7 separate regions of the Mus musculus genome follow, and regions 2, 3, 4, 5, 6 and 7 are each linked to region 1. Evidence: chromatin contacts called from public HiCAR-type and promoter capture Hi-C data. All regions are on one chromosome and are shown on one strand. Each heading gives the region's core, a stretch centred on a gene start, on an enhancer-like site or on the middle of the called end of the contact. The rest is flanking DNA. Distances are from core to core; before and after follow the strand shown. Region 1 holds the start of Suz12 (SUZ12 polycomb repressive complex 2 subunit). Region 2 holds the start of 2610507B11Rik (RIKEN cDNA 2610507B11 gene). Region 3 holds the start of Sarm1 (sterile alpha and HEAT/Armadillo motif containing 1). Region 4 holds the start of Spag5 (sperm associated antigen 5). Region 5 holds the start of Tlcd1 (TLC domain containing 1). Region 6 holds the start of Pigs (phosphatidylinositol glycan anchor biosynthesis, class S). Region 7 holds the start of Sdf2 (stromal cell derived factor 2).

Evidence for each region. Promoter capture Hi-C pulls out the DNA fragments that hold promoters and counts their contacts. HiCAR-type assays count read pairs that join an accessible place to other places. Capture Hi-C pulls out chosen DNA fragments and counts their contacts.
Region 2: a contact with region 1 is called in a promoter capture Hi-C map of pre-B cells, with 5 times the contacts expected there. The contact joins the promoter of 2610507B11Rik here to the promoter of Suz12 in region 1. A contact is called at or near these places in 6 of 39 promoter capture datasets (the C10 cell line, cranial neural crest, embryonic stem cells and 2 more), 3 of 115 datasets of contacts at active chromatin or transcription factors (embryonic stem cells, large pre-B cells and pro-B cells) and 1 of 9 other capture datasets (liver).
Region 3: a promoter capture Hi-C map of embryonic stem cells shows a contact between it and region 1, with 2.9 times the contacts expected there. The contact joins the promoter of Sarm1 here to the promoter of Suz12 in region 1. A contact is called at or near these places in 3 of 39 promoter capture datasets (embryonic stem cells, liver and pre-B cells).
Region 4: a contact with region 1 is called in a promoter capture Hi-C map of pancreatic islet. The contact joins the promoter of Spag5 here to the promoter of Suz12 in region 1. A contact is called at or near these places in 3 of 39 promoter capture datasets (the C10 cell line, HPC-7-derived erythroid cells and cranial neural crest), 2 of 115 datasets of contacts at active chromatin or transcription factors (epiblast stem cells and large pre-B cells) and 3 of 9 other capture datasets (adipose tissue, liver and pancreatic islet).
Region 5: a contact with region 1 is called in a HiCAR-type map of astrocytes, with 2.6 times the contacts expected there. The contact joins the promoter of Tlcd1 here to the promoter of Suz12 in region 1. A contact is called at or near these places in 3 of 39 promoter capture datasets (cranial neural crest, liver and pre-B cells) and 1 of 115 datasets of contacts at active chromatin or transcription factors (astrocytes).
Region 6: a promoter capture Hi-C map of pre-B cells shows a contact between it and region 1. The contact joins the promoter of Pigs here to the promoter of Suz12 in region 1. A contact is called at or near these places in 2 of 39 promoter capture datasets (the C10 cell line and pre-B cells), 2 of 115 datasets of contacts at active chromatin or transcription factors (astrocytes and epiblast stem cells) and 2 of 9 other capture datasets (adipose tissue and liver).
Region 7: a promoter capture Hi-C map of liver shows a contact between it and region 1, with 3 times the contacts expected there. The contact joins the promoter of Sdf2 here to the promoter of Suz12 in region 1. A contact is called at or near these places in 5 of 39 promoter capture datasets (the C10 cell line, cranial neural crest, liver and 1 more) and 1 of 115 datasets of contacts at active chromatin or transcription factors (large pre-B cells).

Annotation. Positions count from the first base shown.
Region 1 is chr11:79,990,794-79,994,426 of GRCm38.p6, forward strand. Suz12 (SUZ12 polycomb repressive complex 2 subunit) reads left to right here and starts at 2,313. Exons shown (of 16, transcript NM_199196.2): 1 at 2,313-2,806. The coding sequence starts at 2,527.
Region 2 is chr11:78,259,530-78,263,021 of GRCm38.p6, forward strand. It overlaps 2610507B11Rik (RIKEN cDNA 2610507B11 gene), which reads left to right and starts at 2,225. Exons shown (of 39, transcript NM_001002004.2): 1 at 2,225-2,388; 2 at 3,170-3,299. The coding sequence starts at 2,321.
Region 3 is chr11:78,496,220-78,499,671 of GRCm38.p6, forward strand. It overlaps Sarm1 (sterile alpha and HEAT/Armadillo motif containing 1), which reads right to left and starts at 1,535. Exons shown (of 9, transcript NM_172795.3): 1 at 770-1,535. The coding sequence starts at 1,239. It overlaps Vtn (vitronectin), which reads left to right and starts at 2,901. Exons shown (of 8, transcript NM_011707.2): 1 at 2,901-3,194; 2 at 3,284-3,403. The coding sequence starts at 3,131.
Region 4 is chr11:78,299,867-78,303,385 of GRCm38.p6, forward strand. It overlaps Spag5 (sperm associated antigen 5), which reads left to right and starts at 1,725. Exons shown (of 24, transcript NM_017407.3): 1 at 1,725-1,844; 2 at 2,029-2,154. The coding sequence starts at 1,794. It overlaps Gm3948 (predicted gene 3948), which reads right to left and starts at 1,645. Exons shown (of 4, transcript NR_166889.1): 1 at 1,439-1,645; 2 at 256-344.
Region 5 is chr11:78,177,135-78,180,342 of GRCm38.p6, forward strand. Tlcd1 (TLC domain containing 1) reads left to right here and starts at 1,524. Exons shown (of 4, transcript NM_026708.2): 1 at 1,524-1,922; 2 at 2,236-2,318; 3 at 2,406-2,488; 4 at 2,813-3,208. The coding sequence starts at 1,729. The coding sequence ends at 3,196. It overlaps Mir7653 (microRNA 7653), which reads left to right and starts at 1,693; the gene lies at 1,693-1,753.
Region 6 is chr11:78,326,828-78,330,353 of GRCm38.p6, forward strand. Pigs (phosphatidylinositol glycan anchor biosynthesis, class S) reads left to right here and starts at 1,595. Exons shown (of 12, transcript NM_201406.1): 1 at 1,595-1,681; 2 at 1,905-2,044; 3 at 2,148-2,259. The coding sequence starts at 1,648. It overlaps Aldoc (aldolase C, fructose-bisphosphate), which reads left to right. Exons shown (of 9, transcript NM_001303423.1): 9 at 1-954.
Region 7 is chr11:78,244,011-78,247,387 of GRCm38.p6, forward strand. It overlaps Sdf2 (stromal cell derived factor 2), which reads left to right and starts at 1,736. Exons shown (of 3, transcript NM_009143.3): 1 at 1,736-2,160. The coding sequence starts at 1,986. Supt6 (SPT6, histone chaperone and transcription elongation factor) reads right to left here and starts at 1,693. Exons shown (of 37, transcript NM_009297.2): 1 at 1,538-1,693.

The sequences.
Region 1 (3,633 bases), core at 1,063-3,562:
ATTCAATCCCAGATATGACATGAAGGAAAAACAAAACAAAACATCTGGAAAGCAATCTAACTTCATTGCTTGGTGGGGGAGTTAAATATCTGTATCACTGATAGTGAACTGCAATCACAAACCTCAAAAGCACCTGTCATCCCAAGTAACAAGGTAGCCAGACAAGACCAAGCTAGAGGTGGTCTGTCAAGATGATGTAGCTGAAATGACCCTTCAATTAATTAATTTTTTTCTTAAGTCATAGGATTTTTATTTTTATTTTTTTGCATTCTCTGGACATTCTAGATAAGGAATGTAGAAGTGAGGACTGGTCAGCAGCGCCTCTCTCATGGCATGGCTGGCTTTTTCATGATTAATGTTGGTTAGCACAGATGTATAACATCACATTAATGCCTGCTACTACCATTTCCTTTAAGAATACCCCAAATCCCTTAGGTGCATTTCTCCTTTCATCAAACATTCATGATAATCTTTCACTTGGTTATTTGACTGTATTTGTCCCTCCGTCCTCTCCCTCCCTACAACTGAACCCTGACAAATGATGAAGAGGGAACATTTTGACAGCTATATAGTTGTCACATAGTTAAATTAGCACTCTAGTTTGTAATGCGATATTTTTGGATTTGCTTAGAGTAATTTAATTATTCAGACCCTGACTGAATTTCCTAACGCTATAAAGCAATACCGCAGCTAAAACTCCAGAAACCTCGGTGGGGTGGCATTCATCAGAGACGTTCTTCAGAAACATAAGGGGGAAAAAAACCCACCATATACCTATTTTGCAGTAAGAAATATTCTTAAATACAGACTAGTATAATGAGAGCATTCTAAAGTTTCTTCTTAATATAAAACATAACGTGGGGTTGGACTTACAGCTCTGCAGTTGAGAGCACTGGCTGCTCTCTCAGAGATCTCTATTTGATTCTTAGCACCCACCCTAGGCCTCACAACCACCTGTGACTCCATTTCCAGGAGAGGCAACATCCTCTTTTGGCTGTAAGGACCGCAGCATACGACCTTGGTGTAGACTTAGGCACAGGGTTCCTCTGTATAGCCCTTGCTGTCCTGGAACTCACTTTGTAGACCAGGCTCGCATCAGAAATCTGCCTGCCTCTGCCTCCCAAGTGCTGGGATTAAAGGTGTGTGCCACCACCACCGAGCATAAAAACATTTTTAGAAAGTTAAAATATAAGCAATATAAGCTGGTTATTTTGTCTAACTTGAAATCCAAGTTATTCAGAGTAAGCCAATTTGTACCAACAGACTTAGGTCGGGTCTGTTTATCTTTTTTTTTTTTTTTTTTTTTTGGTTTTTCGAGACAGGGTTTCTCTGTGTAGCCCTGGCTGTCCTGGAACTCACTTTGTAGACCAGGCTGGCCTTGAACTCAGAAATCCGCCTGCCTCTGCCTCTGGAGTGCTGGGATTAAAGGCGTGCGCCACCGCCCAGTTTATCTATCTTTTTAAACAAGACACTCAAAACACAGCGTTCCTCACAAGCTTTTGGCAGTACAATAAATAAAACTTCAAGAAATGTCTTTACTTCGAATCACCTATTTGTCTCAGAGAAAATGAAGTATCTACTTTGCTCGCATCGTGTTGAGAAGCCACAACCCAATTCCACAGAATCCCAAAACCTCACATCACTTAACAAAACAAAACCAAGTCTCCTTAATTTCTGAGAAACGGCCGCCACAAAATAGGTCGCTCCCTTTCGTAGGCGAGCCCTTCACGTCCGACAACCCAGTGGCTGCGCTAGGGGATTTCGGCCATGGGTGGCTTGGGGCACGTGGCGGCCAGGGGATCCGATCTCCTCCTGCCTCAGTGGAGATGAGACTGAGCACACAGCACCCCCGGGGCAGGTCACTTCCTGAGACCACACAGTCTCGGGATCCGCGGTGGACCTCCGCTCCTTTCAAAGGCCCCTTCGCCTTCAGTTTCTCAGTCACCCGCCTCTCTCTCCAGGGGACCTCTGCCCCCCTGGGGGCGGCGACTGACGAAGCTCTCAAGGCGAGAAACGGCTCCCAAAGCCGCTCGCGAGTCCCCCTCTGCCCACAATGCACCGGGACGAGCAGGAAGGCCGCTCCGACCCCTCATTTTCCCGCGAATTCAGTTCAAAGAGGCGTCCGGGCCCGCGGTCGGCAGCGCGCACGGGCCAACCAAGCCGCGCCTCCGCGAGAAGCGCCTCCGCGTGACTGACGGGGGACTCTGCGGACCAACGGGCTGGGCGGCCCGGCGGCGCGCGCTCCCGCCGGCCAATCAGAGCGCCGGGCGGGGAAAGTGGGCGGAGCGAGGCCAGGGTAGGGTGAGCGGCCTCCGAAGCGGAGCGGGGCTCGGAGGAGACACTTTTTTTTTTTCCTCCCTCCTTCCCTCCTCTCCTCCTCCCTTCCCTTCCCCTCTCCTCCCCTCTCTCCTCCTTCCCCCCTCGGTCCGCTGGAGCCTGCTGGGGCGAGCGGTTGGTGTAGCAGGCGCGCTCACTCTCCGGGGCCGCCCGGCGGGTAGCTGGCGGGGGGAGGAGGCAGGAACCGCGATGGCGCCTCAGAAGCACGGCGGTGGGGGAGGGGGCGGCTCGGGGCCCAGCGCGGGGTCCGGGGGAGGCGGCTTCGGGGGTTCGGCGGCGGCGGTGGCGGCGGCGGCTTCGGGCGGCAAATCCGGCGGCGGGGGCTGTGGAGGCGGCGGCAGTTACTCGGCCTCCTCCTCCTCGGCGGCGGCCGCGGCGGCGGCGGCGGGGGCCGCGGTGTTGCCGGTGAAGAAGCCGAAAATGGAGCACGTCCAGGCTGACCACGAGCTTTTCCTCCAGGCCTTTGAGAGTGAGTGTGAGCGGCTTCGAGGGCAGGGGTGCCCCTCTCCGGCGTTCGGGGCACGGGGCACTCCGCCGGGTTCTCGGAGAGTCCACTTGCTTTGGGAGTGGAGGGAGGACTCGCTGGGGAACGCCGGGGTCCCGAGCAGGTCCCTGACTCCCGGAAGGGTCGCCCCGGGGCCCCCAGGTTCAGAGCAGCCTTGGAGGTGGGGACGTGACGGTTGAACTGAGCGCATATAGATCCCGAGACGAGTTGGTGTTTTCGTTTGTGTCTTCCTTACTCCACAAGTACAGGGATTATAGTTGTAGGTTTCGGGGGGACGAGACACAGCCTGTCCGGAGATGAGTGTTGTAAAGCCGAGGAAATTGTCATGGGTCTGAAATGCGTTCGTACCCACTCTGGCTGCGTGTGAGTGAACACGCAGCATTTGAAACCTTTTAAGCTTTTCAAACCTTTCCGCCCATTTTATGGGTGCGTAGACTGAGAGAGACAGAATGGGGCAAGCGTCCTCTCCGTGGACAACCTTGGAGTTGTTTCTTAATTCCAGAACATTTTTTTTTTAAATCCCGGTTTTTCGTTTTAAAAGATGCGTGGAGGGCGAAACTGACTTTTTTGGAAAGGGGATCACACAGTGCCTGGAAACAAACAATAGAATTTATAAACATTATGACTATAAATAAAATTGTTACTAAGTGGGCATTATATCCTGATGGTTTTGCACCTCTTTTGTGTAGATAGTGGAATTTAGCAATCTTCTAGCTGGGTATTTTACGGCAACTTGAATGAAGTCAGCTTTGCCGTTGAATCTCTTTATTTACACTATATCCGTGGCATAT
Region 2 (3,492 bases), core at 975-3,474, 1.7 Mb before region 1:
GGTCTCCTGTACTTTGCAACATCCTAGGTAACCCTGTGCTACCTGTAGGGCCAGGCCACCCTGACTCCCACAGTCTTTTATGTTCATCTCATTCCTCCTAGACCCTCATATTGAACATTGTTTCTCAGTCAGTAGAACCCATCTTTTTGATGTAAACATGACTTTTAAGTTTTGTTGCACACACAGGGTTAAGTACCATCAGAAAACTTTTTCACCTGGCAGTGGTGGCACACGCATTTAATCCTAGCACGTGGGAGGCAGAGGCAGGTGGATTTCTGAGTTCGAGCCCAGCCTGATCTACAGAGTGAGTTCCAAGACAGCCAGAAAAAACAAAAAGAAGAAAACTTTTTCCCCCAAAATTAAACTGTGTTTAAATATGCCTAAAATAAACTGCCTGGTGTCAGACTCCAGATTCTATAGTACATACCAATACCAGTTCTTTTTTATTTATTTTTTTATTATATGTAAGTACACTGTAGCTGTCTTCAGACACTCCAGAAGAGGGAGTCAGATCTCATTATGGATGGTTGTGAGCCACCATGGGATTTGAACTCCGGACCTTTGGAAGAACAGTGGGGTGCTCTTACCCACTGAGCCATCTCACCAGCCCCCCCAATACCAGTTCTTGAGTCCTGGTGAGCCTGATTCTGGTCTCGCCTTAGTTACATTGTTACTCTGCCACCCCTGCTGCATGCAGAGAGACCCCCAAAAGATGAATTCCAGTATGGAAATGTGTTGTGATGCCTCATTGACTTGAATTGAGTTCTTAGATCCTACCTGAACACTGAGAAACCACACTTGAACAAAAAGCTACAGATTTTGAAGATGAACCGGTGTGTGTAGTTTAGAGGATAGTTTGTGGATTTTGAGGATGGAAATCAATTCCTCGGGCCAGCAAGTGCCTTTACCTATAGATCCATCTCACAGGCCTTGAAGTTGTTATTTGAAGAGGCCAATCAAAAAAATCTGGAAGAATTATATGCAGATTAGGATCTGAGAACCAAGAACACAAAATACTTCATAATACCTTGGAACCATCTGGATTTCTTTATCTGGTACTGTGTTTATCTGGTACTGTGTTAGTAAGTCATTAGTCAGACACTGACTCATGAGAATAAGCATAACAGACCTTATCTACTTCCTTCATTTAACAATGAAGAATGCAAAATTCACTCTGGCTTGATTTGACCTTGAACTCTGTATTTCATGTAATTAAAATTGCTTCCCAGATAATCTGTAAAGGGTAAAACAATATTCACTATTTCTATATTTCACCCTGTTCTGGGTGGTGCTATACACAATCGCACAAACCTAAAAATACAGAATGGCTCTCCCCATGAAGGATGTTAGAAGATACTATCTGGCCCAGGCATGGTGACACATGCCTTTAATCCTAGCACTTGGGAGGCAGAGGCAGGCAGATTTCTGAGTTCGAGGCCAGCCTGGTCTACAGAGGGCTACACAGAGAAACCCTGTCTCAAAAAAAAAAAAAAAAAAAAAAAAAAGATAAGAAGATACTATCTGGAACAGTATTCAGACAGTAAACAAAGTTGGTTTCCTTGTGGGGTGAGATGATAGATAGCTGAGGTCTTTGAATTACCTCTTAATTTTCTCTGTAATCTTTTCAGACAGGATCACTTATGACCTACAGACACATAACTTTTGTTGTTGTTGTTTTGTTTTTTTGAGACAGGGTTTCTCTTTATAGCCCTAGCTGTCCTGGAACTCACTTTGTAGACCAGGCTGGCCTCAAACTCAGAAATCCGCCTGCCTCTGCCTCCTGAGTGCTGGGATTAAAGGCCTGCACCACCACGCCCGGCACCAGCCAGGCCGGCTCTTAATGGCCTAGGGAATGCGTTTTGGAAGTGGAACCTCAAAGTGGTAGAAACGACCCATCCTGGTCACCGCCCGGCGAGCTCGTGCGGACTCCGATCCCCCGCCCTCAGCGCGAACCCGGAGCTCCGCGGCGTGCCGCGCAGGCTGCGCTCTAGGTGTAGCGCGCAGGACCGCGCGTTCGCGGTCCGCCCCGCCCTCCCTCTCCAGAGCCACGCCTCCACTCCGCGCAAGCCGCTGGTCGGCCCTCAGGGCTCGCGCACGCGCGCGCGGGTTGGGGCGGGTCGGGGCGGGTCGGGGCGGGTCGTGGAGGGAGCCAGCCGGCTGGTCCACGAGCCGCCGGGGCGGGGACACGCGCGCGCGCACTAACGCTTCCTCGCCGTGCGTGTGCGTGCGCGGCCGAAGCCCGCCGCGGCGCTGTGCGGTTCCGGCGTCAGGGCCCGGCATGGCGGGGGTCGGGGCCAGGCCGGGCCGGACCCGGACCTAAATGCCTCTATTTCTCTCCGCGCTGTTGGTCTTGCTGCTGGTTGCGCTTAGCGCACTCTTCCTAGGCCGGTGAGGGGATTCTAGCCACAGGGTCGGGGGGGTCGAGGAAGACCGGCTGGAGGAGGCGCGGGTTGGTCGGGCGCCTTAGGCGGAGGGGGCGCGAGCAGGAGGGGGCGCTCAGCCGAGGCGAGGGGAAGCGAGGTGGGGGCAGGGGCGCTGAAGCATCTGGCTGGACCCGAAGCAATGTCCAGTCCGGGAACCGAATGTTTGCGTGTGAGGGAGGGGGCCTCCCTCGGTGGTCTCCCTTTCCTGCCCCGTTCGCCTCCGTGTCCTCTTCCCAGATTGCGAAGGGCACCTGCAGCCGCGCCCTGCAGAGAGGTCGGGAGGACTGGCTGGCTAGAGCAGAGCGGTGTTTGAGCAGTTCCGAGAGTGACCTCTGCCTTCTCGGAAACGGCTGCAGGGTGGGGACGCAGACAGGGACCCTCTAAGGAGTGTGCGATGACGTATTTAACACGACTGCCTTCACTTTGCCTTTTGAGGACCTCTTTTTACTTTGGGTTCCTAAAGATTTGAGGGTTTCTTTGTTTATTCTTTCTTTCTTTCTTTTTTTTTTTTTTTTTTTTTTTTTTTGACCTCTTTTAGAGGGTGAGTTTCGTTTGCCTAGTTTTGTTTGAATTTAGGGGCCCGTAGTTCTGGTTGTTGTGCCTAAATGAGTATGACTAGAGAAATATTTTAGGAAAATCGTAAAGTTCCTAAGAAAAATCCGGCTTCAGGATACCACCCCTTGCAAGGCCTTTCTAGAATCAAAAAGGGTAGAGGGTCTTATAATCCAACTGTTTTTTTTCTGCAGGTGGCTTGTGGTCCGGTTGGCCACCAGGTGGTGTCAGCGCAAGTTGCAGGCAGAGCTAAAGATTGGCTCCTTCCGATTTTTTTGGATCCAGAATGTCAGTCTTAAGTTTCAGCAGCACCAGCAGACGGTGGTGAGTTCCGGGAATTGCAGAGAGAAAGAGAGAGAGAGAGAGAGAGGAGAAGGGCGGGAGTGTGTGGTGTGTGTGTTGGTTTGGAGGGGGTTTCAAACTTTAGCTTCCTCCATGGGTAGTTTTCCTAGTTAACTCCACCCTTGTTGTTGTTGTTTTTGTTGTTGTTATTATTATTATTGTCAAGAGGATCTTA
Region 3 (3,452 bases), core at 285-2,784, 1.5 Mb before region 1:
TTTCCTGCACCCACTTCCCACAGGTACCACCAGTTCTAACTCCCTGACCATACCAAGCCAACACCAGCCAAGCTGGGCTCCAACACACTCAGCAAGCACCTACTCCATTTTCCAGTTCTCCATACTCATGGCCTATCCCAGTCAGGACAGCGGATATTAGATGAGAGGGGTTAAGCAAGCAGAAACCTACCTTGGGTCTCCCAACCCAAATCATTCTGTTTGTGCATTTTTTGGACAGTTGTGTAATTTCCACATATCAAAGGTGATCAAAAATGCCAGAGAAAACACGTCGTGACACTTGTGAGGGCTGCGTGCTGAAAGCGACTCTTCTAAAAATTCTGAGCTGAGAGCCTGAGATTTTGGTGAAAATTAGTGTGACAGCCTGTTTTGCTCTGGCACCAGAAGACCGGGAAAGTGGGCCCTTCAAAGGCTTCATAATAGTTCAAAAGGAGGTCTCAGGAGGTAGGCAAAGGAGAAGCAGTCAAGCAGTTTCCCATAGGAAGGAAAGATACCTCAGTTTTCTCTGCCCCTACTATTTCGTCCTAGCAAAAACAAAAACAAAACAAAACAAAACAAAAACCAAAAAACTTTCTGTTCCTGATCAGACGCTGCAGAATAAGGTCATGGCTGCCCTGGTGAGAAGGTAACACAGAAAGACACCCAGATGCACGGGAGAATTATGGGCTTAGGGCAAAATCAGCAATGGGATACCGTCTCCAACCACCTTCACTGCCCTGGCAACCCCACACCTCACCCCACTCTCCCTCACCGGTTCTCAGCCACCAGGATCTGCTCCAGCAAGCGCGCGGCCTGCACACGGGTCTCTAGCTCCGGTGCCTGAAGCAGCCGCAACAGCAAGTCGAGGCCACCGTCCAGACGTATAGCATCGCATAGACCTTGGGCCACCTCGCGGCCCACGGCCGGCAGCAGCCAGGCTTCCTCTACCAGCTGGAAGACCTCGGCGAGACCCGCGCCCACAGCCCGCGCCGCGCTTGCCTGTTTCAGCTCGGACAGCGCCTGCTGCAGCTCAGGCAGCGAACGCTCCAGGGCGCCTTGCACCTCAGTGCCCACTCCGGGCGACACTTCGCGAGACCCGCGACCGCCCGCAGCCCACCATGGGCTGGCGCCACCACTCCGATCCGGTCCGGGCACTGTCAGCCGATCGGCGCCCGGCCGTGGGCCTGACATGGTGAAGAAGCGGCACAGTTTGTAGGCGGAGAAGAGCAGCGTCAGGACCATGGGCGCTGGGCAGCAGGGGACATGCCAGGCCTAGAGGGGCGGGGCCTGGCAGAGAGACCCCGGCCTTGGGAGGAGAAAGAAAAAAAAAAAAAAAAAAAAAAGCAAACAGGATCCGGTAAAGGTGCTGGGCTACAAGTGTAGAAGCAGAAGGAGGAGGGCAGCTCCGGGACTCAGCGACTTAGGAAGGGCATGAAGGGAGAGAGAAGCATGGACCAGACGCGGGAGGGTAGAGACGCCGGTGCCCGGAACAAAGCGCTGCTCCAATCTAAGCACAGCGGAGCTAAGATGCTCAACAGCAACCACGCCTCTGAGCAGCAGAGTCAAGGATTTGACGCCCCGCCTCTAGGTTTCACGGGCTCCGCCCCCGACGCAGGCGCAAGCCCTACCCCAGGTCTCCAGCCACGCCCACACCTGGCTCCGCCTCCTCTCCCCAGTCTCCCCTTGGTGGTGTGCAAGATGCTGTAGAAAGGGCTGTAAAGAGCTGTCTTCCATTTCCTACCGCTCGCTCGGCTCCCCAAAATGTGGAAGCAAGCTGGCTACATGTATCCACGTCCCCTCCGGATGGTTAAAGAATCGCAGTTGAGATTCTTAAAGCCCTTTAATGCCGGTTTCCACTTAGGCTTCACGCGTCTGTAGGGAGTAAAATTTAGTGTTTCATTTTGCCGCTGAGACTACTGCGGTCCATAGAGAAGAGACACCAAAGGCACGCTCGCCTGTGATTACAGAACAGAAAACGGAGGGGCTTCAGAAGTGTGCCAGTGCTTGGAATTTGGCCCAAAACCTGGCACTCTACCCCAGTGAGCACTTTCTTTATAGAGAAATCCCACTTAGTATGTGAGTCTAGAAAGTATGCCCAATGAGTCCATTTTTTTTTTAAAATAAATGAGGTCATTGAAGGTGTGGCCAGGGTGGTCCCCCGAGGATCAATGGATTAGTGAAAGCCTCAGGAATGGGCTCTGGGACTGGAAAGATGGCTCAGCCTTTAAGAGTACTTGTTCTTACAGAGGACCTGGGTTTGATTCTCAGCATCCACACGGCAGCTCATAACTGTTCAAAACTCCAGTTCCAGGGTATTCAAAGCCCTCTTCTGACCTCCATAGACACAAGACATGCATGTGGTGCACAGATGCACATGTGAGCAGACACTTATACACAAAACATAAAATAAATAAATCTAAAAAAAATAAAGAAAGAAGAATAGACTCTGACCCACTACTTCCTATGCTGTAACACCCAGCTTAGAGAGAACAAGGAGAGGCCAGAAATGAAGCTTTGTTCTTTTATGAGAAGAAAAGAAAACCTCCCCCAAAGTGCTTGCCAGCTCTCCCCCAACCCCCCTTCTTGCCCCAAAAATCCAGATTCGAAGCGGGGGGTAGGATGGGACAAGCACCTAGCCTGATCAAACAGTAAATCGATAACGGCTTATGGGAATGAGTTGGAAGCTACTCCAGGCACGAAACGTTTTGTCTGTTCTAGCTCACGGAATCTCTCAACACCTGATGAGGCAAGGCACCATGGTCCCACTTTATAAAAAGTAAGGCTCAGGGAGATTAACGGGACTGGCTCAGAGGGTGACAACACATGCTTTCTTTCCACCTCCCCAGCTAAGCTAAGCGTGTTATCCCTCCTGCCCGTGACCCTACTGACTTTGGTCTTGGCGAGGGTTTTCTGTTTCCCAGCTCTCCTGGGGCTGGGGTTCTGGGAATGTGACCCTTTGCTGCAGCTGTGTTTGGAGGAGGGCAATGGGGCTGGGCCAGAGGATGAGCAAATAAAGGGCAGAAACCCAGGGAACTAGGAACTCTTCTTCAGTCTGCTTCTTTTTTCAGGCAGGACAGCGAGATTCCAGAAGCTCCGCGCCCAGCTTGCCAAGGCCCTGGGCTAGAGGCCTGCCATGGCACCCCTGAGGCCCTTTTTCATACTAGCCCTGGTGGCATGGGTTTCTCTGGCTGACCAAGGTGTGGGAGGGGATTGGTGGGTACCTAGGGAAGTGCAGGTTGGGCAGGTGCCCTAGATTGGGCTGTAAACCTGATATTCCCTCCCATAGAGTCATGCAAGGGCCGCTGCACTCAGGGTTTCATGGCCAGCAAGAAGTGTCAGTGTGACGAGCTTTGCACTTACTATCAGAGCTGCTGTGCCGACTACATGGAGCAGTGCAAGCCCCAAGGTGAGTTCAGAGCCCTGGTGGGTGGGCCTGGGGCTCCCTCCACAGCCTG
Region 4 (3,519 bases), core at 475-2,974, 1.7 Mb before region 1:
AAACTTAGCATGTTCTAGGCCCTGGGACTCTTATCTTCGGCACTACCCACCTATCTTGTCTCCCCCTGTTTTTATTCAAGCAGTTTTTCTAAAGCCTACAGACTGGTACTGTTTGTCTCTAGAGTAGCAGTGTTCAATAGAAGTATAATGAATGCACTCAGGAGGCAGAGGAAGAGCTGAAAGGAGCCCGATCTATACCACCAGAGACTAGCTTAAAACAAAACAAAAAGACATGTATGATTTTAATCCTAGTACCCAGGAGGTAGAGGGCCAGTGGGTCTCTTTATGAGTTCAAGGCCAGCTTGATCTGATTTCCAGGGTAGCAACAAGTACACAGAGAGACCCTGTCACAAAGAAGAAATGAAACACAAGTTAGTATAACTTATATGTCTGTACATGTTCATGTACCTGTCTACCTGCTTGCTCACATGTGTAGGGCTTTGTGGAACCAGAGGTCAACATTACATATTTTTTTCAATCACTCTAGACTTTATCTTTCAAGACATTTTCTGTTATTGAACCCAGAACTCACTGATTCATTAGACTAACTGAGCAGCAAACCCCAGGGGATCCTCTCATTTCTGCCTCAGCCCCCATGTTGTTAGGAGAACAGGCAAAAACTGCTGCACCCAGCCCTTTTTTTTTTTAACAGGATCTATGTAGCCCTGGCTGTCTTGGTACACACTGTGTAAACCATCCTGGCCTCGAACTCACAGAGATCCACCTGCTTCTGCCTCTTCAGTGTTGAGATTAAAAGTGTGCACCACCATGCCCGGCTTTTTATTGGGTATTGGAGATCCAAATTCAGGCCCTCAAGCTTTCCTGACAAGCTCTAAGATGGAGTCATTGCCCCATTCTTCCCCTTACATAATTTTAAAATTGTCACCCATGTTCAAAAGGTTTAAAACAAGAAATTTTAATATATTTTATTTAACCTAGCATATCTAAAAATATTTCAGTATGCAATTAACATTAAAAAAATAGTTTTTCCATACAAGGTCTGAAATGCAATGTGCATTTCACACCTGTATTATATTCCCATTTGAAGAATTCAGAGCTACATGCAGCCCGCAGAAAGTTACTGACCAGTACAGTTCCTGATGGGCGCGCATACCCTGACAGAACCCTACAGTTTCTAACATTAAAGCTCTTCTTTGGTTCTCTTCTTTTTCTTCATACATTAACACTTCTAAATTGGCCTGTGATTTCATCATTCAAGAGGCTGAGGGCCAGGCAGTGGTGGTGTGGGACACGCTGTTTGTGTGTGTGAGAGTGTGTATGTGTGTGAGAGAGTTAGTTATTAATATAGCAAGCACTTGAAACAGATCACCATAAATGCACAGTAAAGTAAATATCAACTATTATTCTAGTGATCTTGTTACAGTAGGCTCCGAGGTTAGACACAAGAAAGGCCCAGAAATTCTGAAGAGGCGGTTACCTGAAGGCCGAAATTGGGCACTTAGGAACTCCCTCTGGCCGTTATGAAACTGGCACCTATGCCTGGACAGCCCAACCCTGGGGGAAGTGCGGCTCACTCGGTAACCGGGGGAACGGAGCCACTGAAACAGGACTCCACGACTCTCCAGCAGCCCACAGACACACCAGCCTGCCAGATGGGTGCTTCAGTGGAGGCGTTAGGCTGAGCGGCTCGTGGGGGCGTGACGCGCGCAGGTCCCGCCCACCATACGTACCGCGGCCCCGCAGCCAATCCCGAAGTGCGTATTGGGTTCAAATAGAGGCGGCGGGTGAAAGTGGCCATTTCGACTTGGTCTGGTTAAGTGATCGAGTTGAAAATGTGGAGGGTGAAAACACTGAATCTCGGTTTGTCGCCTTCGCCCCAAAAGGTGAGGAGAGAACTCCGGCAGACAGGGCGCTACCTGGGCGGGGCCGGGCGGGGCCGAGGCCGGTGAAGTCCGGCTCCGGACGAAGTGGGGCAGCGGGAGGCATTGTCCGCCCCGGCCTAGCGGTTGTGGGAAAACACTCCGGGAGGCCGAGACCAGCTTTCCTCACACTCGCTTTCTCTCTCAGGGGAAGCCAGCTATGAGTACTCCTCTCCGAGAGCTTAAACTACAGCCCGAGGCCCTCGCCGATTCAGGGAAAGGTCCCTCTATGATCTCCGCGCTGACCCCATACCTGTGCAGGCTGGAGCTGAAGGTGAGATTTTTAGCTTCACAACTGGGCTGTTTGCCCAGGCTCAGATGCTCAGAGGAACAGAGGGCCAAAGCTGGAACGTAATTAATAACGATAATGAAGTCTTCCACTTCCGTGACATCCATTTACAGCTATTCAGGCCAACAGAGAGGTGCCCTGGGGTGGTTAAAACGAATCCACTGAGAACCCACACCTCTATTTAGCTGGGTTCGATTTTTTTTTTTCTTTACCTCTTTTCTTGTTTTTGACCTATACCAAATTCCCGAGAAATACTGGCACATTTATGGAGAGATCTGTCTCCAAGAGTTGAAACCATATCCATCTATCCTATGGGGTAGTTAGAATTTTCCTGTATCCAATACTTTAAACTATTACCTTGCAGAATTGCCTATATTGAGCTGTACCTTTTAGTTAGAAGGTTTTCTATTGTTACTGTTACTATTATTGTTGTTTTGGGTTTTGTTTGTTTGTTTTTGTTTTTGTTTTTTGAGACAGAGTTTCTTTGTGTAGACCTGGCTGTCCTGAAACACTTTCTGTAGACCAGGCTGGCCTGAAACTCAGAGATCTGCCTACCTCTGCCTCTCCAGTTCGGAGATCAAGGGTGCCAGCCACCACTACCACCACTCAGCTTCTTTTCTACTTTTAGATTTTTTTTTTAATGTTTTAGATTTTTTTTTAATTACTTGTCAAATGACTTAAGAGAAATAGTACAAACTGCTTTTGTAAAACTTGTCAAGAGAGGAGTTTGACCCACTGGGTTCTTTAAAGACATTTTGTAGAACTTACTTGGGAAATTGTCCTGAAGAAATTGCTATCATTTCCTCTTCCTATAGGGAGAACCAGGAAGCCTACCATTCTTTCAAAATATGAAAGTTTGCTTTTTTTTTTCTTTGACCATGATTTTGTTATTTTATGGTGCTGGGTATTAAACCTAGGTCTTTGTGCTTGCTAGATGGATACTACACTACTACTAAACTATACCCGCAATCCTATTTCATTAACTTTATTCTGTCTTTAGTAACTCAAGATTTTTGTTTGTTTGGTTGGCTTTGGTTTTTTAAAAAATATTTATTTATTTATTTATTTATTATATGTAAATACACTGTAGCTGTCTTCAGACACTCCAGAAGAGGGAATCAGATCTCATTACAGATGGTTGTGAGCCACCATGTGGTTGCTGGGATTTGAACTCCGGACCTTTGGAAGAGCAGTCGGGTGCTCTTACCCACTGAGCCATCTCACCAGCCCAGCTTTGGTTTTTTTTGAGACAGGGTTTCTCAGTGTAGACTTGGCTGTCCCAGAACTCACTCTGAAGACCAGGCTGGCCACTCAGAGATCCACCTGCCTCTGCCTCTTGAGTGCTAGGAT
Region 5 (3,208 bases), core at 274-2,773, 1.8 Mb before region 1:
CCGGGAAAACCCCAGTTGGACAAACTGATTCACCTGAAGAGTACATGACGTGGTCTCTTGGTTGTAACAACTACTGAGCACAGTGCTCTCGGTTTCTCAGAATCCGCACAAAACGCTGCCGTAGGGGGACTCGGAGCTTTACTCAAAACTTATAGCGTCGCGGTAGGGGGAAACCCAGAGAAGGTTCTATGCTTCTGTCCAGAAATAGTGGGCTGGTTGGTATCGCTGCTAGGGTTTCGACCAGGATGAATGAAATCCTGACTTCTTCATGACGCCTGCAGCTCTAAGGGAGTTATAAAATGTCAGTATTCAGGAGGTGGTCCTTAGCTAACAACGTTCCTATTTCTCAGTGGGCGAGAGAAGGGTTGTTTATTTTTTGTCCCTGCCCCGCCCCAAACTAGCCTACGTGGAGGGAACCTGTGGTCACTGGCTCAGGCCGGAGTTGGCTGGGGAAGCAAAGAGGGAGTGCTGGGGTAAAACGCTCACACAAAACATTACATCGTGCTATCACTTAGTAACCGAATGGGCCTTGAGTGACCCTGGGGACCTCTGGGAGTTAATGTGTAACCCTGGAACCATCAGGGAAGGCAGCAAATACCCAAAAGGCATAGGTGCCTGGGAGTCTGAGCTTGGGCTTTTGCCCCTCAACATCTTGAAACACCGTTCTCCTAGTCCCCACTTTTTGCCCTCGTTGTCCACTTCCACCTCCCAAAGGCACACTCCCTTCATTCAGCACCGCCTCTGGGTTGCTCCTTTTCTCCTGGTCTGCCGATCCCGCTCCGCAGAGCAACTGCCTTACTCTCTGGAGTGGAGGCGGGCTTGGATCCCGCATCACAGTGAGGACAGACTGACACCTAGTGGCCAGAAGCCGCATCTACTCCAGGCCGCTGCCCTGGAGAGAGGGTCACCCCAGCTGTCTGGGCAAATCGGCAGCCTTCCCCGCCCCAGCCTCCAAGGAGCCAGAAGAGGGTTGGGACTGTCTGAGGGAGGACTGTGACAACCGCTGTGTTCCAGGAGCCCAAGAACGATGGGGAGAAGTGTGGTGATGGTGGGTGACTCAACAGTTCCTAAGCACCACTCGTGCGGGGCGCGGGAGAAGCAGGTAAACACGTCGATCCCGGTCCAAGAGAGGAATCGAGTCTGGGCGGAGCCGTGGTCTGAGGCGGCGCTCCTGAGCCCCCGGGTTTAGCGTTCAGCAGCCCGGTCTGTGCGACGGTCCCGCCCAGCTCTGCCCTGAAAGAGTTGAGAGAGGAGCGTTCTCGCAGAACCTGCCCAGGGTGTAGGAGCTGGTGGCGGCAGAGAAAGTCGGGAAGTGGGCTAGTGGGGCCGTACGCACGAGGGCGGCCGAGGACGCCTTCGGATGTCGGGAGGCGCCAGACAGGGTGCCTCGGCAACGATGGCGAGGACAGCCCCTTCGCGCTCGAAGTCGGCCGATTCCGGGCGGGGCCCTGGGGGACACCGGCCTCGCGCCCTCCTCGCGGCAGAGGCGCCCGAGGGGCGGGGGCAGGCGGCGGGGCGGGGCGGGGGCGAGGGCGGCAGGGGCGGGCAGAGGCCTCACTGGGAACGCGGGGAGGAGCGAAGGGGCCTTGAGGGCTCCGCGAAACTGTGGGGCTGGCGGCCCGCGGCAGAAACGATCGTGGCGCGCTGGCCAGAGAAGGAACGGTGTTCCCAGAACTGTCGGAGGAGACGGCTTAAGGGGCGGACAGACAGACGGCAGGAAGGGTCAGCATGCCCCTACTGTTCCACCCCGCCTGGCCGCTGCTCCTGGGCGCCACGCTGACCTTCCGGGCACTCCGGCGCGTGCTCTGTCGCCTGCCCCAGCCTGCACACGTGCAAACCGACCCCCTGCGCACCTGGCGTTGGCACAACCTACTCGTCTCTTTCACCCACTCCATTGTATCAGGGATCTGGGCACTGCTGTGGTGAGTGAACAACCCGGGGTAAATGAGATGGCCGTGGGATCTTTCGCGGGGTGCTCGGACTGGGCTCCCTCTTGCTATTCCCATCACGGGTGAACAGACGCCAAGGATCTCACCTGATTCCGTTTGGAAAACTACCCAACCAAGAACGGCTGTGGGAAACCCAAGGTACCTGGGCTTTGGCCAAGTCCCTCCTTACTCTTCAACCAGCCAATAGTAGGCGCACAGAGCACCCTGGGACTGGCAAGACTGTTGGGGGAGGCGAGGGTCCTCCGGGAGGCTACAACCGCGAGAACATCCCTTTTCTCTATTCCAGCTTATGGCAAACCCCTGAAATGCTGGTGGAGATTGAAACAGCGTGGTCAGCTTCTGGCTATTTGCTTGTTTGCTTCTCTGCAGGTAGGTTATGCCCAAGAAGGTTAAGATTAGATTGGAAGATAATTTCAAAGTGTTCAGTCTTTTCCTCTTTCCCTACCTCTCCACTAGGATACTTTATCCACGACACAGTGGACATTGTGGTTAGCAAGCAAACTCGAGCTTCTTGGGAATACCTTGTTCATCATGTCATGGTAAGGGAGAACCCGGTGAAATGACACAGGCAAAATCTTCACAACCCCTGGAGCCAGGGAGGGAGGCCATCTTAACCCAGCAGCGTCTGACTTCTAAGTTGCCTAAGACTCTCTCAATGTTTAAACACCTTCTGGGGACAGCAGAGTGCCTAGGCCTATCTACTATCTAGGTAAACAGACCAGGATGTCATACAGAGTTAGACCCTCGTGGACAAAGTCTAACGCTAGTGAATAAAGAAACCTTAGCAGTAAAGTTGGTGTTCCTCAGCTTCCGACTGATATGACCTGTTTTCATGGGCCCTTGTTCTGTCACTTGTCCCCTAGGCTATGGGCGCCTTCTTCTCTGGTATCTTTTGGAAAAGATTTGTTGGTGGTGGCGTCTTAACACTACTGGTAGAGGTCAGCAACATCTTCCTCACCTTAAGGATGATGATGAAGATAAACAATGCTCAGGATCTCCTCCTCTACAAGGTCAACAAGTATATCAACTTGGTCATGTACTTCCTCTTCCGATTGGCCCCTCAGGCCTACCTCACCAAGTTCTTCCTACAGTATGCTGGCCAGAGGACCCTGGGCACATTCTTGTTGGCCATCCTGCTCATGCTGGACTTGATGATAATCATCTACTTTTCTCGCCTCCTCCGCTCTGATTTCTGCCCTGAACGTGCACCCAGGCGCCAACAAAAAGACAAATTCTTGACTGAGTGAGAAAGTAGAACC
Region 6 (3,526 bases), core at 345-2,844, 1.7 Mb before region 1:
ATCCTATCTCAGAGCCCCTCTGATTGTGGTGGTGGTGGTGAGGTGAGATCTGAGTTTTCCTGAGCTTCAAGTTTTGTGGAGGAAGGGTTCACCTGGCTCACCATCCCTAGCTCAGGCTCCTACCTGCTGATTTCCAAAGCTGGAGTTGTTGTTAGAGGGCCTGGGGGTGGAGAGGAGGGTACAGGTCTTCCAGGGACTGACACATTAAAGGATCCAGCAGGATGAGAAACTCCATTTTGTGCAAGGCTCAAAGGGGACAAGCAGGGATCAGAGTGGGCCAGTTCTCCTCCATCTCTGAAGAATGTGCACTTAGGTCTTTTCCAATAAGGAAACCTTCCAAGCCTCGGGGCTACAGAGCTGAGTGTCTAGAAGCTTGCCAAGGGCTATGACCCACTTCCATGTAGAGAAGGGATTCATCGGAGGGTTCTGGACTTGTTAGAACTGATAGGGCTTTGTGGTGAATGATTACCCCTGGGCTAGAGTGTGAGGTAGGGTGACACTAGACAGATGTGCACTGGAAAAGTCATTGATGTTCTGCTCTGTGTGGCCTGACCTTATAATCAAAGCAGCTAACTCAGCAATTTCCATATGCTTCTGCCAGGCACTGTTCTTCTAACCATTATTATATGCATTAACACAGCTCTGTAAAGTAGGTACCATTGTACTTTTCATAGGAGGAAACAGGCTTCAAAGAGAGGCTGAGAGGCTATTTAGGATTCGAACAGCAGGCATTACTATATAGAGGCTGTGCTCAGGAATTTTTCAATGAAGCATCCTCAATCGCTCGAATTGGAATCGATTTTTAAATCCTAGTCTATAGTCTCGGCTAGTTGGGAGGCTGAGGTATCAGACATTAGGGACAGGATCACTTTAACCCTCTGGATCGTATAGGGAGATCTGTCTCAACATTAACTAAAATAAAATTAATCACATAGTAGCCAACCATGCTAAAAAGTTACCGTTTTGTCAGTTTTATCTTTAAGCTTTGAAGAGCTGGTGCTCTGAAGAAAAGACCTATGTTAGAAATGACATTAGGGGCTGGTGAGATGGCGCAGGGGGTAAGAGCACCCGACTGCTCTTCCAAAGGTCCGAAGTTCAAATCCCAGCAACCACATGGTGGCTCACAACCACCTGTAACAGAGATCTGATGCCCTCTTCTGGTACGTCTGAAGACAGCTACAGTGTACTCACATATAATAAATAAATAAATCTTTAAAAGAAGAAAAAAAAAAAAAAGAAATGACATTAGAAAACTTTTCGGGAGTCAGGTTCTTGATAAGCTCGACTTCATTTAAGTAAATATTCCCCTTCCGCTGAACGTGGTGGTGCATGTAATCCCCTGCATTGGAGAGGGCCCAGAGTCCGAGGCCAGCCTGGGCTACATGGAGATTATCGCCTTCTCTAAACTGGCGTTGTAGAGCTAAACAGTACCAGGTGCACTCAATGAAAAGCCAGGGTCAGATTGAAAGTGTAGCCGAGCGCGTACCCTCTCACGGGCTCCGCCTGCGCACTGGCGTGCGTCAGCAGTGTTGCTCGTGATTGGCAGCGGTCGCGCACCGTGGTCCCGCCCCCTCATTCTGGAGTTTCCGATTGGAGAAAGCTCATGAGGCCCCGCCCCATCGGCGACCTGGGCAGCCGGAAGGGACCATGGCGGCCGCAGGAGCTGCGGCCACGGACCTAGGTGCGGTGGATTTCAGGTGGAGGGCGCAGTGGGGAGGTCTCGCGGGCAGAATGTGTGGGTGGGGCGCGAGAAGCCTGACAGCTCCCTCCAGCCTGGGGTTGGGGGTCCGCCACGCGGGAGCGGCTTGCTCGGGGTTCCCGGCCGCCCGCACTCCTCCACGATCCCGGTGTGGCGGGCATCGCACCCTAGTTCCCGCGTCTTAGTCGGCCCTCTGTGCCCTCAGAGGTGGTCCGGGGCAAGCGTTCCGCGCTTTTCTTCGCCGCGGTGGCCATCCTTCTGGGACTGCCGCTCTGGTGGAAGACGACGGAGACTTACCGGGCCCCATTGCCTTACTCAGACATCAGTGGGCTGAATGCTCTGCTGGTGAGACTGGGTGGGGAGAACCGGGGCTGGGGGACCGGGGGGCAGCCCAGCTGTAAGGTGCAGACATTGCTAAAGACCCCGATGCCCCTCATCCCTCGCGCAGCTCCGGCTCATGGTGCCAGTCACAGTTGTGTTTACTCGGGACTCTGTGCCCCTGGACGACCAAGAGAAGCTACCTTTCACCGTTGTGCATGAGCGAGAGATCCCTCTGAAATGTGAGTTCCCATGAAGAGGTGTCAGGGCTGCTTTTTCCATCTGAGCCAGGCCCAAAACCCAGAGTTGGAATGCATAGGAGGGGCGAGGGCGACTCATAACTTACTTTAAAATGTTTTATTACATTTACTTAGTGTGCGCGCGCACATGTATGTTTGTGTGGATGTCTGTGCTGTGGAGCATCTTGTGGAGGTCAGAGGATCACTTGCGAAAGTCATTTCTCCTCCCACCATATGGGTCCTGGTCTTGGGGATCCAACTCAGGTCATCAGGCTTGGTATCAAGAGCCATCCGCCTGCTTCCCCCAAATCCTAAGAAAAGAGATCTCCTTTGGAATGTTCACTTGGGGGTTTGTGTTAGTCTAAAGTACAGTGCCTGTCCTTATGACAGTGATTTATGTCATACGGTAAATTATGCCACCTTATCCTTAGCAATTGATACCCATCAGTGCATAGGGAAAGCAGGTTGTAGCTGAAAGAAAACGGGAGTTTGAAGTTACATCGGATGTGTATTCAGACCTTTGTCATTTTAACATCACACACTGTATTGTTAGGCACTTTGTTAGGTACCAAGAACTTGAGGGTGAATAATAAATTGGTAATATTTTAAAGATGTTTATAGTTAACATCAGAAAGAAAGAAACTAGCAAAATACTGTAAGGCAGGAGGTTTGGTCTCGTGGTGGAGTCACGGGAGAGCCTGAACTCCATTCTCACCTGCCGGGGAGTAGAAAAAGGTGCAGAAGGGCTTGGGCAATGTGATTTTTGAGGTTGGGTGTTTCTGGCTTTTTGAGACAGGGTTTCTTTGGGTAGCCCTGGCTGTCCTGGGTCTTGCTGTGTAGACCAGACTTGCACCACACCTGGCAAGGACTCTGATCTTTATTGGATGCATAATCTCATGTTCAGTTTTGTTTTTTCATCAGTATTTTTTTTTTTTTTTTACTAAATGATTTAGGTTTTATTTCGGTTTCATGTGTTCTTTTTTTTTTTTTATTTTAAATTACGTATTTTCTTCAATTACATTTCCAATGCTATCCCAAAAGTACCCCCCCCCTACTCCCCTACCCGCCCATTCCCATTTTTTGGCCCTGGCATTCCCCTGTACTGGGGCATATAACGTTTGCCTGACCAATGGGCCTCTCTTTCCAGTGATGGCCGACTAGGTCATCTTTTGATACATATGCAGCTAGAGTCAAGAGCTCTGGGGTACTGGTTAGTTCATAATGTTGTTCCTCCGATAGGGTTGCAGATCTCTTTAGCTCCTTGGATACT
Region 7 (3,377 bases), core at 486-2,985, 1.7 Mb before region 1:
CAGGCGGATTTCTGAGTTCGAGGCCAGCCTGGTCTACAGAGTCAGTTTCAGGACAGCCAGGGCTATACAGAGAAACCCTGTCTTGAAAAAAATAAAAACAACAAAAAATACTTTACCAATCTAATCTAGTCTAATCTAATAGTCACACAAGCCAACCAAATAAAATAAGCCTGTAGTGGTGGGACACTAGGCATGGAGAGGGGCTCTAAACTCGTGGTTGAAGGGAGAGCTGTTTTTGAGACAGGGTCTACAAATGCAACCAAAACGTAAATTCCATGATCCTCCTGGCTCAGCTTCTCCATTGTTGCTATAATTGTTTTGTAACTAAAACACTGAAGACTCACAAACTGTGAGTGTTCAACAATAGAACTAAACTTTTTCTCCCCAAAATTAATTAAATTCAACGACTTCCACACATTGTAGCATACTTCAATGCTGGGGAGGGGGACCAGGCTCCTCCCTTCCTACAGGTTTATGGGCAGTTAACGGTTGCTAGGGGGGAGGGGCTCATCATGAGATCCCACCAACCCTAAGGATCGATAGTAATTCATGGTTGCTGGGGGAGGGGAACATTTTCTTTAGGGTTGTAGCCCAGGCTTCTCTGAATACTTCTTCACCCATGTACTTGTAAACCACCATAAATTAACTAATTGAGGCATACACACACACACACACACACACACACAAATTAATGAAAGTAATAAGTAATGGAGGATTCTGAAGAAGGGGAGCAGCGGGAATGGAGTGGGGCGGGATGAAAAACAAATTACCCTATGACCTTTGTATTACCGTGTCTTTTCATGTAATTATTACAGGAGACCCGCCTCCTAAAGGAAAACAGAAATCGATTCTTTCTGTAATACAGAGGAACTGCTTTACTTAAGATACTCGAGTACCTGATGTCAAACAATACACATTTCTGATTTAACAACCAATTCTAATATTTATGATAGGTCTTTGGCAAGTGTTCGAGGAAATGAATTATACAAGATGGAAGGCTCCAGGTACTTAAGTATAAACTCGCATCTTTAGAAAGGATTAAGGGACTTGCCCATATGTGGAAAAAAAACCGTATAATTACTCAACATTTTGTAAAGAGCTAACATTCAGCACAGTACACCCGCCTCATGGCTGAACTCTCGAAAGCTCAGCAGGACCCAAACGCCGGACTAATTAATCCGATCACCTGATGCCAAGTAAAGAAACCCTTAGGTCTCTCTTCTAGTCCCAATTTTTTGCGTGGCCCAGATTCCAGACGCCGCGGAGAAGATGGGATCCCAGAAAGCCTGTTGATTCAAGAGGTAACCCCAGGTCACAGGTTCCGGGTGGTACCGCGTGGAGAAAGGGCTGGAGACTCTGAGCAATCACGGTACTTTCCTGTCCTTTTCCCCCCTGGCAGATCAGGGAAAGCCAGGGCCCCCTTCCTTCCCGCAGTGGGGCACCCCAAAGCTTCTTCCCTTACGGGACCAGGCCCCAGGAGTCTGGCTCGCCACCTGCGCACCCACACACGCAACACACTCTCCAGGCTGAGCGTTACCTGCTTGAAGGCCGCTGCTTCTCCGCTACGCTAAGCTCCCACCGAAGAAAATGGAGTCGCCGATCAGAGACTGCAAAAGGATAGTCCGGACCCACCGCAAGGGCCCTCCGCAGCCGCCGCCACCACCACCACCACCGTCGCCGCTGCTGCGTTAACGTAGTACGTCACCTCCGGCTCTCTGTCACTGGGAGTGGGAGGGTCATTTCCTGCTGTCTTTTCCCCTCCGGCGTCTAGGGCTTTGGTTCCGAGTCCGCGAACGCCTAAGGAACGCAGCCGCCACAGAGCACCCAGTACAAAGTGAGGTCCCGAAGGCCTCCCGGGCCAGCGTGTTCTTTAAGCCGCTCTCGCCAAAGGAACCATAAAGATTCAGGTTAAGGAGTCTTCTCTTCCATCTTGGCGTAGTTCTACCCTCGGCTTCCGGTTCCGGGGACGGGCCTAATTTTCTTGGATGATTAGTTCTCTCGGATCTAGGATGGCTGTCTTGTCGCTTCTGTTGTTGGGTGGTTTGTGGAGCGCTGTGGGAGCGTCCAACATGGCTGTCGTTACTTGCGGCTCCGTGGTGAAGCTACTCAATACACGCCACAATGTCCGACTGCATTCTCACGACGTGCGCTATGGGTCAGGTACAGAGGGGGACTCACCGCTCTGGGTGGGCTGCCTAGGCCGGGTGAGCCTAGAAGGGGCGGGGCCTCGGAGTCTGAGGGCGTGGTCTGGGAAAGTTAGCCGTGCCCTATTTCTTGAAGAGGACGACGAGTTGCCAAGGAAACTTAGTCCTAATGTTAGTTTCTGTTTGATGAGCTGTGGGCCAAACGTGTTACATATATACTTTCCGGTTTTTAACATTGTATTGAGGACAGATACTAAAGTTATTTTCTTAGGTGAGTAAATAGACCTAGAGATATTGCTCAAAGCCAGCTAGTGAATGATGGAGACAGGGTTTAATCCAAATCTGTGCAGGTTCAAAATCTTTCAGATTCCATGGGCTGCCACTATTTTGTGCTGGAGAGAGGAGCATTTAGAGCAAGACAACATAAGCTGAATCTCAGATTTTAAATGTCACCTATTTTTAGCTCATATTTTTTGACACTCTAACTTAGCAATAACTTTCTTGTAAAGAATTTAAGCATTGACAGACATTGCAGAGGAAAGTCTGTTTTTTATCATGTGCAATTAAAATACTCACTTATTCGTGGGCTCATTCATTTGGCCTAGATTTAAAGAGCACTTTTAGTGTGTCTCGTATTGTTCTAGATACAGGAAATACAGTAGTGAATCAAACAATAAAACAAGACTAATGGGCAGGCGTGGTGGCCTAGGTCTGTAATTGTAGCACTCAAAAGGTTGAAGCAGGATTGTAACTTCAAGATCAGCCTAGCCTATATAGTGGGGGCTGTCTCAAAACAACAGAAGTTCAAAGGCTGGTAATTACTTCAGTGTTAGAGTATTTGCCGAGCATACGGAAAGCTTCTGCCCCCACACTGGAGGAAATAAAGTCATGAAGTTCGACAGGAGGTGTACTTGTGATATAATTTGAATGATTGATGATGCTATTTGCTAGAAAGGAAGTGACCTTCTAAGATGGTTAGTCTGTTCACAACTCTCAGAACCTGTCTTACCAGTTTAGTCCAGGGAGTATGTAGTCTTTACATTCCTAACCACCTCATTCAGTAAACACCTACTCAGGCTTACTACATTCTTTTTTTTTTTTTTTTTCTTTTTCTCGAGACAGGGTTTCTCTGTGTAGCCCTGGCTGTCCTGGAACTCACTTTGTAGACCAGGCTGGCCTCGAACTCAGAAATCCGCCTGCTGCTGCCTCCCAAGTGCTGGGATTAAAGGCATG